Linked DNA regions of Zea mays: all the other regions are linked to region 1. Evidence: chromatin contacts called from public Hi-C data. All regions are on one chromosome and are shown on one strand. The core of a region is the stretch at or near the end of the contact, and the rest is flanking DNA. Distances in the headings are between cores, read along the strand shown.

What was found. A called contact is a pair of places that touch in the nucleus more often than the background predicts.
Region 2: a Hi-C map of leaf shows a contact between it and region 1, with 4 times the contacts expected there. The contact joins the promoter of LOC100381541 here to the promoter of LOC100280077 in region 1. A contact is called at or near these places in 2 of 25 Hi-C or Micro-C datasets (bundle sheath and leaf).
Region 3: a Hi-C map of leaf shows a contact between it and region 1, with 5 times the contacts expected there. The contact joins the promoter of LOC100216898 here to the promoter of LOC100280077 in region 1. A contact is called at or near these places in 2 of 25 Hi-C or Micro-C datasets (ear and leaf).

Annotation. Positions count from the first base shown.
Region 1 is chr1:31,248,639-31,252,071 of Zm-B73-REFERENCE-NAM-5.0, forward strand. LOC100280077 (Peroxidase 59) reads right to left here and starts at 1,730. Exons shown (of 4, transcript NM_001153017.1): 1 at 1,457-1,730; 2 at 1,095-1,277; 3 at 813-978; 4 at 1-674. The coding sequence starts at 1,693. The coding sequence ends at 256.
Region 2 is chr1:31,047,204-31,050,636 of Zm-B73-REFERENCE-NAM-5.0, forward strand. LOC100381541 reads right to left here and starts at 1,761. Exons shown (of 7, transcript NM_001174369.1): 1 at 1,412-1,761. The coding sequence starts at 1,604.
Region 3 is chr1:31,441,237-31,444,669 of Zm-B73-REFERENCE-NAM-5.0, forward strand. LOC100216898 (Protein NRT1/ PTR FAMILY 8.3) reads right to left here and starts at 1,564. Exons shown (of 5, transcript NM_001143285.1): 1 at 1,308-1,564; 2 at 606-686.

The sequences.
Region 1 (3,433 bases), core at 480-2,979:
TCGTTGGGTACTGTCGCGGCAGTTACAGATCCTATCTCGTTCGTTTGAAGAGAGTCGAATACCTACCAGGCTACCACTCATCCGTCCCAATAGCTAGTGATATTGACCATGCATGAATTAATGAACCCTGGCTTAAGCCACACGAAACACGCTCCACACCACAATGACTACGCGTCACGATCCCACTTTTTTTTGTTGATTGAGGTGCATGCATGGCAGTTCGACGACCTGCACGCGGGCTGTTCCATGCTCAGCTCAGTTGATGGCACGGCAGTTGCTGCGGATCTGGCCGGCGGAGCCGGTGAGCGGGAGGATGTTGCCCATCTTGAGCATGGACCTGCCGAAGTCGCAGAAGAAGCGCTCGCTGCTGGCGCTGTAGGCCTGGACGAGCGCCCTGGTGGTGGCCGCGCTGCCGTCGGTGCTGGAGAAGAGGCCCTGGTCGGAGGACAGGAGGCCCCTCTGGCCCAGCAGGTTCTGGTAGTAGTGGTTGTCGAACGCGTCGGCGGAGCCGTCGTCCAGCGCCGCCGTCTGGTTGCCGTCCCCGCCCCGGCACAGCGCCTGCAGGCTGGACGCCAGGGACGCGTTCAGCGTCGGGTCCACGGAGCTCGTCGCCGAGAAGTTGGCCAGCCGGCCGCTGAACAGCACGCACCGCGCTCGCCCGATCGTGTGGCCTCCTGCGTGCGTGTCCGTCCGTCCAGTTAGTTATGCAGTCACCATCATCGCTCTTACTGACGCCAGGTCAGTTCAGCTAGTAGGGACGGAGAGGGACGAAGTAGTGTTGTGCAGTGAAATTAAGATGCGTACTACGGTACCTGATAAAACGACCACGTCGGTTGTGTTGAGACCCACATCGCTGAACTTCTTTGTGATGGTGCTGATGGGATCGAACGGGCTAGGCAGGTTGCTGTTGGCGCCGGACTGGTTTGCCACCAGGCCGTCCCTCCTTCCCAGCAGCACGTCGTAGTCCGGCCCTCCGCTCTGCGTCAGTACAGTACAGTACAGGTTTTCTTTTTCAGCGCGACGGATCTATGGATGCATGGCCGGCCCCAAGCACCAAGTATCGTAGTACTGAAATCATGAGGGAAGGGACGCACCAGCAGCACTCCGTACTTTGCCGCGATGGCGAGGATGTCGGCGCAGGAGACGACCCCGGGACACGCCTTCTCGAGGTCGGCCTTGATGGCGTCGACGACATCGAAGCCGCGCGCCGAGTTCAGGTTCGGCCCCGCCAGCTTCTCGGTGTTGTTCCCGTCCAGCAGGATCGACCCGTCGCACCCCTGCGTGTACGTGCGTGCATGCAGCGAGCAAGTCCTTTTCAGCGACCAAATATTCGGTACACATATATACTTAGCTGGGAGTTAGCTAGGCTCAAGACTGGGAGCACTCGCGCTGTGTGCCCGCATGACTCTCAACAGAACAGAGCGCGTGTGCGTGGCGTCTTGATCATCGTACGTACGTTGACGAAGCAGTCGTGGAAATGGAGCCTGAGCAGGGAGGCGCCCATGCGGGGCTCGGCCTTCATCGCGGCGGACACGCGCGCCCTCACGATGTTCTCCGCCTGGGGGCAGCAGTCGTCGTAGAAGTCGTCCGTCAGCTGGCCCCGCGCCACCGTGGCGGCGCCGAGGCACAGCGCGACGGCGAGCAGGGCGAGGCAGCTCGCAGTGTCTCTGCAGGAGAATGATTTGCGCTCCATGTTTGTCTACCTCTGCACTGCAGTCCGCACAGCTACGTACGTGCTACTGTTGTGTTGATATACGAGCGCTGGCTCCACTGTTATATAAATATAAGAGGCGGTTTAGATCGAGCGAGTGTTGAGGAGTGAGTCAGTGTGCCAGTGACAACAATGTAGTTAGTGCTGTCGTTGGATAAGAGGTAGACTCGATGACGGGTAAGCGGGGCGGGCGGCTGGCTGGCTGAGTGATGCATGTGTCTGCGCGCGTGCGCGCGTTTTTCCTCCCTGAATGGATCACAGCCGGACGCACTGATCCATCGCCTCCAGTTTTTCTGCATGGCTTCAACTCGGGCACTGTGAACCTCATGCGTAGTGGAGCGGCCGGCGCCAGAAGCGGTAGTGGAGCTTCAACCAAGAGCAAGTGCCCGTACACTGGTGTATTTGCTAACGCACGTTTCGCCGTGGACGACCTTAGTGAGCGGTGACGGCGCGGCGGCGGTTGCGACGACGCAGTACACCATGCACGAAGCAATCAGCCAAGTGTGCACTCTGCAGTAGACGCGAGTGCCTTTTGCATCTTTTACAGTGTTCGGCCGTAGCCCATCACCGCAGCATGCATGGTTTTAAATTCTGGGCCTTTGAGGCCTGCGTGTCTTTTCATTGCTGTGCTTCACTGCTTCCTGAGTTAGTCGTGACGTCTTGAAACATCCTTGATCGTCGTCTCCGCTCTCCACTCCAGTTACCCAAATGGATCGGGCGACTATCGATTAGTGCACTGCGCACCATAAAACCTGCATGCATGTACCTCATACTTCTATCCATCGAGGCAGTTTTTGCAGCATCTCCCCAACTCCCCATCCAAGAGACGGCGAGTCGGCGACGTGCGCGCTGGAGCGAAGAACAAAGCACCACTGCACAATGAAGGATATAGCCCTATTTTACACATCTCAGCTTCACTATAGGGGCTGTTTTTTCCCTTGGAAACTAGCAAAACAGCGATGTTATCATCTTCATGTGAGAAAATTAGCAAAGCGCAAAAGTCGCGAATCACGCAATAATTTCGAGAAAAAACACGAGACATGGGTGCGTGTGGTATGTTCATAGCAGCCTATATGGGTTTTTGTTTTATCTCATGTGAAGGGTTATGTACACCCTCACATATGGAGTGATTGCAATGGTAGGTTGCATCAACTTTGGACCAGGTCCACTAGATATGCAACGCGTGTTCGGTTGTCTGGACGAGGTCCGTGGTTAATTAGGCTGAACCGATTCTCGAAACACCTACGAGCAAGGCCTAGTAGGCACGCGGATCTCTCCTCTCGAGCTAGGCTGATAGGGGTGTAATCGGATCGAATACAAACGGATATCACCGAAACTAGATTTGTTTTCATATTTTTATTCAGATTCAAATTCTAATACAGATAGCTTCGAATATGAATACAAATACGAATGTTCTCGGAAACAAATATGAATAATCGTGTGTCGAATCTGAAACTAGTCGGACACAGATAACGCCGGTAACAAATATTTTTGTCGGACATCGAGTACGACACCATTCCACACATATCATAGTTCTTGTAATCATTTAGCCACTCCTTGAGTCCAAATATTTTTTAGGATTATATGTGGACATATGCTACACCTCCATAAAATTCCATGAAAATTGTTAAAATGCAATTAAATTCACAAAACATTGGATACTTACGGTGATTTCATAGGTAACTCACACGATAAGTGGAAGTTAAATAAAATAAATGTTGT
Region 2 (3,433 bases), core at 511-3,010, 200 kb before region 1:
TTAAAAGGAAAGGCGTAAGCTCTACTGCTAATACATTCGAAATAGTCTATCTCAATCTCAACAAATAATATGACATGAAAGAGTATTATTAATAATATAAGGCTAGAAAATTATGATAGAAATACAACATACATCAAACGTTATAACATATTTCAAATATTTTCTCCGTCCCCAAAAAGTTGGCATTGTCTAGATTCATAGCTAATGTGTCAACTATTTTAGGACAGATGCAGTAAATAACAAGAACGGTATTGAGGCAATTAAGTTGGTATATACTAGCAAGGCTAAGATAAAAGAAATCTCAGTTATTTAAACAAATATCGAGTAAGGAAAACCTAAGGATCAAAAAATAAGACCAAAATTGCAAAAAAAAAAAGTCTTGTGTATGATTGAAACCTGTTTTCTCTATGAGCGCAGAATTCTATTTCATTCAGGAGAAGGAAAAAAATCTGCTATCCTTCAAGATATTCAGTAAAAGGGTGGCGAATAATAGGCACTAGCCACTAGGCAGATCCAGAACGTCGTACTCCATATAGATACTGCAATTAGAAACAGGCTGGTACTGTATAATATCCATGTTTCAATCCTACATAATACTAAGTATTCCAACTTCAGTCAAAGATCCAAAAGATAATACAGAGATCAAAGCTGTGGAGTGAGTGCAGACTGCAGAGCTGCAGGCCCCAGAAAAAAGAGGAAAATAATGAACCATATGCAATCACGGACGCACAGTTAAAAAAATTACTTTAGTTTCAGGGAGAGAAAGGTGCCCCAGGGCCAGGAGGCCAGGAGGCCAGGACACTGCCTGCTACGTGGTATCTGTAAAACTCGTTTGCATGCCTGCTGTAGAACATAAGAAAGTAACAACGTTATCTTTCGGGATTTGGACAAAAACAAACACCATGTTCCATAGCTTCACGGTTGGATGTACAGAGAATCCAACAAACCACCTAGAAGGCCAGAGCCATGACCAGAGAACAAAGTCACAAACACGCCGAAAAGGTAATTCCTCCACCAAATATGTAGAGAATATAAGCTATCTATTTTACAAAGAAACATGCACACAAGAAGCACCAAGTGATAGTGAAGTCACGAGCTGTTCAATCATAAAAGTAAGGGAAATCCTAGGAACCCAGAAAAGTCTGCGGAGGATCAAGAATAAGTGTCCGGGTCATCCACAGAAGCATCGAATAATCTACGACAACTCCAGAATCTAGGTTCAAAAGCACATCAATCATATCACCAGGATAGTCTGTAGATAAAGTGCCCGATAGTAACGCCAGCTTTGATGCACAATTACCAGATTAAGAAAATGAAACGCCTATAAAGATTGTAGGGACAGAGTGAACCAACCAACGGCAAAGGAAAACAACCCAAGAATGCGGCGAGTGGCTGGGATCACGGGTTGAACCTTCGAGGAGGCCCTTGGAGCGGGAGAAGTCGACGTGCGACGGGCGCTCGGGGTCGACGGCGTCGAGCACCTTCTTGGGCAACCGCGACACGAACTCCCCGCGCATGGACGCGACGGAGTTGCGCCGCCGCCCAGGCCCGGCCAGGAGCGGCGCCCGCGCGTCGTCATTCTCCCCGCACCCGTTCGCGTCCATCCCTCGCGCCCCCTACGCTCTGCTCGACTGCTCCTCCCTCGGTCGCCGCCTCGCCTCGCCTCGCCTACCCCTCGCGATTCCGTCGCGGTCGTGTGTTCTCCTCCCCCGCCCGTCCGCGTCCGTCCTGCCGCCTAGCTCAAGTAGGGTGGGAAATGGCAAGGACGCCCCGTACCCGCGCGTTCTGCGCCGCGCGGTCGCGCTCGCGCCTGCCTATAAAACGTGGGCTGTGCCGGGACTGGGAGGCGTAACGCAAAACGGGCACGGGCGGGGTCGGCGCACGGCTCCTGCACCGCGAGATCGCGCGGCCGACGGCTCAGATCGTACTGCCAGAACCGTTGGCGCAACCGGTGTCTTCAGATTTGTTTACGCATATCTATACGTCGACATAAAATAAATTTAGTAACGTTATCGTTTATTTCTAGTGATATCTGCTCCCGCGTCCACGACTCCACGTCCACCGGAAAGGAATCATTCTTCTATTAAGCTCGCGTCCACCGGATTTCTTTTGATACGAATGTCTGATCTGACGAGACCACACGTACGCGTCCGATTGATGAGATTTCGTCTAAAATCCATGGCTACTAAAAGAAAAAAAATATTATATCAAAGACAAATCGCAAAGTTCAATTGTGTGGACGTCTTTTTCTTTTAGCCTAAGTGAGTTTTAGTTTCTGTGCATGTGCGTTTCTCTATTCGACACGATAATAGGTTTAAACCTTTCGTTTCATAAAAGATGGCTTGAACTTTCGCCAGGCATTGTCTTTTTGTACACTAGATTTAGTACAATGAGTTTGCGTTTCAATCTCAAAATAAATTAAAAAAATGTTAGCACGCTGCACGCAGCTAGCAGGATGGCACAACGCTAAGGGCCGAGGTCCAAGGTACATGTAGATCTATACGGTTCTTGGCTAAGAACCGAACCGGACGGCACAACGCTACCCTGAATATGTACAGACGAAATGGTAATCAGACTGGTCCACTGTTTCCATGTCCTGTTTCTCAAGAAGGAGGCGTATAGGAGCCCTTGTTGCCAGCTCTACAGACTGCAGACAGCAAACAAGTGCCCTGCTCTCACCTATGATTTTTTTTCAAGATGCGCACACTCCACGATCACAGAGACACATCCAAAAATTCGTCAAGCTATTGATCGTGTTCACTTGCTCGGGATCGTTTCTCTTACGATGCATGTTTGATGTGCATATTTCTCTGGAAAAATACAAAGTACGCTTTCAATTTCAGACTAGATCAACATAGTTAGCATCCAGTCCGTTCTAATAAATATAAGCAGGCAGTCCACACATGATGTTTTCAGCTTATAATGACTGGACGGTGTCAGTGTCACCTAGGGGAGGGAGGAAGATCCCGACAACAGCAAGCGTCATTGCCGTCTGCTACACGCCTTGTCCGATCGACCCGGACCGGGAGTTTCCCGGGCATTTCCACCGTCGTTGTCTGTAATTTATCGATATTGTTCGGCGCAGTTAAATTGAAAACGGCTGAGATTTGTCGAAAGCACAGAAGTTGAAAACGTAACATACCGTCCTTGTCTGAAATTTATCGATATTGTTCGGCGCTTGTCTTCTTCAGAACCGAGCCAGCAAGACTGCAAGAGCTCCATCTAAACCGATGAGAACCGTGCTAGAATAGAATGGCATTATTTAAAAAAAAATATGAAGGGAGCTAGTATTTGACTATTTGCCTCTTGTTCATCACACGATCCGTGCGTCTAGATAGTTTTCTCGCTTCCTTTTTATTATAATGCGTTGGTTAAGGTCAATCTAGGCAAGGTTTCATCGTCGAGCAGCATTATCCAAATGGCATCGTCGTCT
Region 3 (3,433 bases), core at 314-2,813, 190 kb after region 1:
GCTAATGGATTGAGATGAATTTTAACTTGCTATGGATTTAAACCGACTCAATATCAGCCAATCCACATGGATTAACGGTGAAATAAAGAAGGGAACGTATCTGGTGCAAACCAACCCCTCCGTGTAACCGTGCAAACTTTTAATCTGAATCACATGATGTTGACCCAAGTGGGGGAGGGGGGATTTGAAAAAGTGTGGTTAAGTGTAAAATTATCCACGCCCTGTGTTTCTTGGATCAACATCATGTGGCCCAGATTAGAAATTTGCACGGTTGCACAGAGGGGTTGGTTTGCACCAGATACGTTCCCAACAAAGAAGCCCTAAATGATTTTTTTTATTCTGTAGCACGATGCTTGCAAACTGCCAATAGAGAATCCTAGGTATGTGAAACTATCTAAGCACTCGTAAGAAGAGGTGAACATGTTAAAAGTTTACCTCCTCAGCACAACTGCTGATTGAATCACATATTACTCATTAACAATGGATAGTTGAGATTATTAATGTAATCATATATCAAACAGAAGGATGCTGTTGGTAACAGAATATGAGCATGCCAAATTATGCATCGTAAGTTTTCTGGTATATGCATCTGCCAAAAAAATTACCTAGGATGAAAAAGCATGCTTTCCAATTGCCTGTAGTGCCCTTTAACGCAGGGCGCCCTTTGACATCAACAGATCCATCACCTGTGTAAAGGCCAACATCCTGCTAAAAGATAACACTAGCACTTAGGCTTAAATTACCTAAATGGTTTACATATACTCATCTTCCATAACGCTGTAGCAGTGCTGCTGTTTTTATCATCCAAAAAAGTAAGAGGAAGAAAAAAAAAGGCACTTAAGTGCTTCACATCAATCTTCCCAACATGGACAAAAGCGTTAAGAATTAACGGTAGGTGTTCAACAAATCCCTATGGAAATAGATCTTCGCGTTTATTCTGGGCATTCCAATTTTCCACTCCACTTATCTGAACTCCGAATTTAGGAGAGCATCAAATAACAACAACATACAAAACATGGTATCACAATTTTTCTTGAGCAGAAAACATGGCATCAATTCATACACAGAAACTGAAGAACTCTGAACTGCCTTACAAGTTTTGACTTGGACTCGAGGGATGAATTCCTCAAGCAAGAATTTTCCCGGAAAGGAACACTAAAGACTAGTTTAGGAACCCCATTTTTCTATGGGATTTCTATTTTCCAAGGAAAATTAGTTCATTTTCTCTTGGTAAAATAGGAATACAGCTTCTAAACTAGTCTAAGAATCTCACAGACCGGCTACAGAGATTGTTAGGGGGACTTCACCTGTGGAAGTGGAAGGAGGAGAGCTTCTTGGTCCCCACCTCCACCCTCTTCTTGCAACAGCAGCCCTGCTGCCTCATCCATGGAGACAGAGGGCCTCCCCCAACCCCAAGTCCGGTCCACGGGATCAGCCGGAACGGATCAAGAAGCTGCGCGCTGGCATTTCACGTCACGACAGAGAAAAATAATTAGGTAGGAGGAGGGTCTTCAGACGGAATGGACCGCGGCAGTCAGTTCATACAGATTCGGAGATAATCTGCAATTGCCAGAGAAGTGTCCGATACCCACTCGCTCTACGCTCTGTAGTCTGTACCAAGAACAACTTTTGTTCCAGAAAAGAGTACACCTATCAATTACGTACCATTTTAATTGATTGATATTTGACCAAATCTTTAGTGGTTATATTTAGGAACATATTATATGTAATTAATTATGTGGGTGCAACCGCATAATTTTTAATCTGGTTATAATCAAAATACGACCATGACTATTCTTTTAGGTAGAATATAAAGTAGGTACTAGTTTTAAATGGAAGTGAGTAAATATAAAATATTGAAATGGAAATATGGTCAAATATTTTTCTAAGATAGTGTTTGGTTGAGGAGTCAAGTAGAACAGAGTCGTTCCATCCCTGATTCTAGGAACGGAGCCGCTCTGTTCTGTGTTTGGTAATCTGGAACGGAGCGGCTCTGTTTTTTGTTTGGTTGCAGAGTGAACGGAATGGAGTGTGACTGTGAGAGCGGGATGAGAACGGAGCGGCTCCGTCCGGTTGATTTTTTGGAACGGAATGGTTCCGGATCTGAGGAGAATATTCCCTAATTGGAGTCATTCCGTTCTAGTTACTTTGTAACCAAACAACAACAAAACTAGAACAGAATAGCTCTGTTCTACTTGACTCTTCAACCAAACACTACCTAAATGATTTTGGTGGTTGAATTGTCCAACATAAATAATTGGACTAACTAGTTTGCTCTAGATTATATGTTTTACAGGTGCCAAAGGTTCAACACAAACCAATAAAAAGATATGAAATAGGGTTCAAAAGAAAGGAGTAAAAGAAACCGAAGTGAACCCTGGTCTGGCGCACCGGACTGTCCGGTGTGCCACTGGACAGTGTCCGGTGCACCAGGGGAGATCAACTCCAACTTGTCACCTTCGGGTTTCTGAAAAAGCCACTCCGCTATAATTCACCGGACTGTCCGGTGTGCCAGCGGAGCAACGACTCCAGTGCAACGGTCGACTCTAACGGAAACCTGTAAAAGCACTACAGTACGCAGATAGTTCGCGCAGAGTCAGAGCAGCGCCAGAAGGCGCACCGGACAGTGAACAGTACCTATCCGGTGCGGCACCGGACTGTCCGGTGCGGCACCGGACTGTCCGGTGCCCCAGACTGTCTGGTGTGCCCATCAACAGCAGCCCAACCCCAACGGTTGGTTTGGTGGTTGGGGCTATAAATACCCCCAACCACCACCATTCAAGGCATCCAAGTTTTCAGTCATTTGCATTCAATACAAGAACTCTAGACTTCACTTCAAGACACAAACAAGAGATCAAATCCTCTCCAAAGTCCAAAACCACTCCAAACACTTAGTGACTTGTGAGAGAGAGATTTTCGTGTTCATTTGAATTCTTGTCGCTTGGATCACTTTTCTTCTTCCCCATTCTTGTTCTCAACATCTTTGTAATCAAAGCAAGAGACACCAAGTTGTGGTGGTCCTTGCGGGGTCTAAGTGACCCAAATGATTGAGGAGAAAAGCTCACTCGGTCTAGGTGACCGTTTGAGAGAGGGAAAGGGTTGAAAGAGACCCAGTCTTTGTGACCACCTCAACGGGGAGTAGGTTTGCAAGAACCGAACCTCGGTAAAACAAATCATCGTGTTATCCGCTCTATTTCTTTGGTTGATTTGTTTTCGCCCTCTCTTTCGGACTCGATTATATTTCTAACGCTAACCCGACTTGTAGTTGTGCTTAAAGTTTATAAATTTCAGATTTGCCTATTCACCCCCTTCTAGGCGACTTTCAATTGGTATCAGAGCCGGTACTTCATTAGAGTCTAACCACTCGAAGTGATGTCGGGAGGATCCACCAAGAGGGAGATGGAAACGGACACAAGCCGCGAGAAAGCTCCAT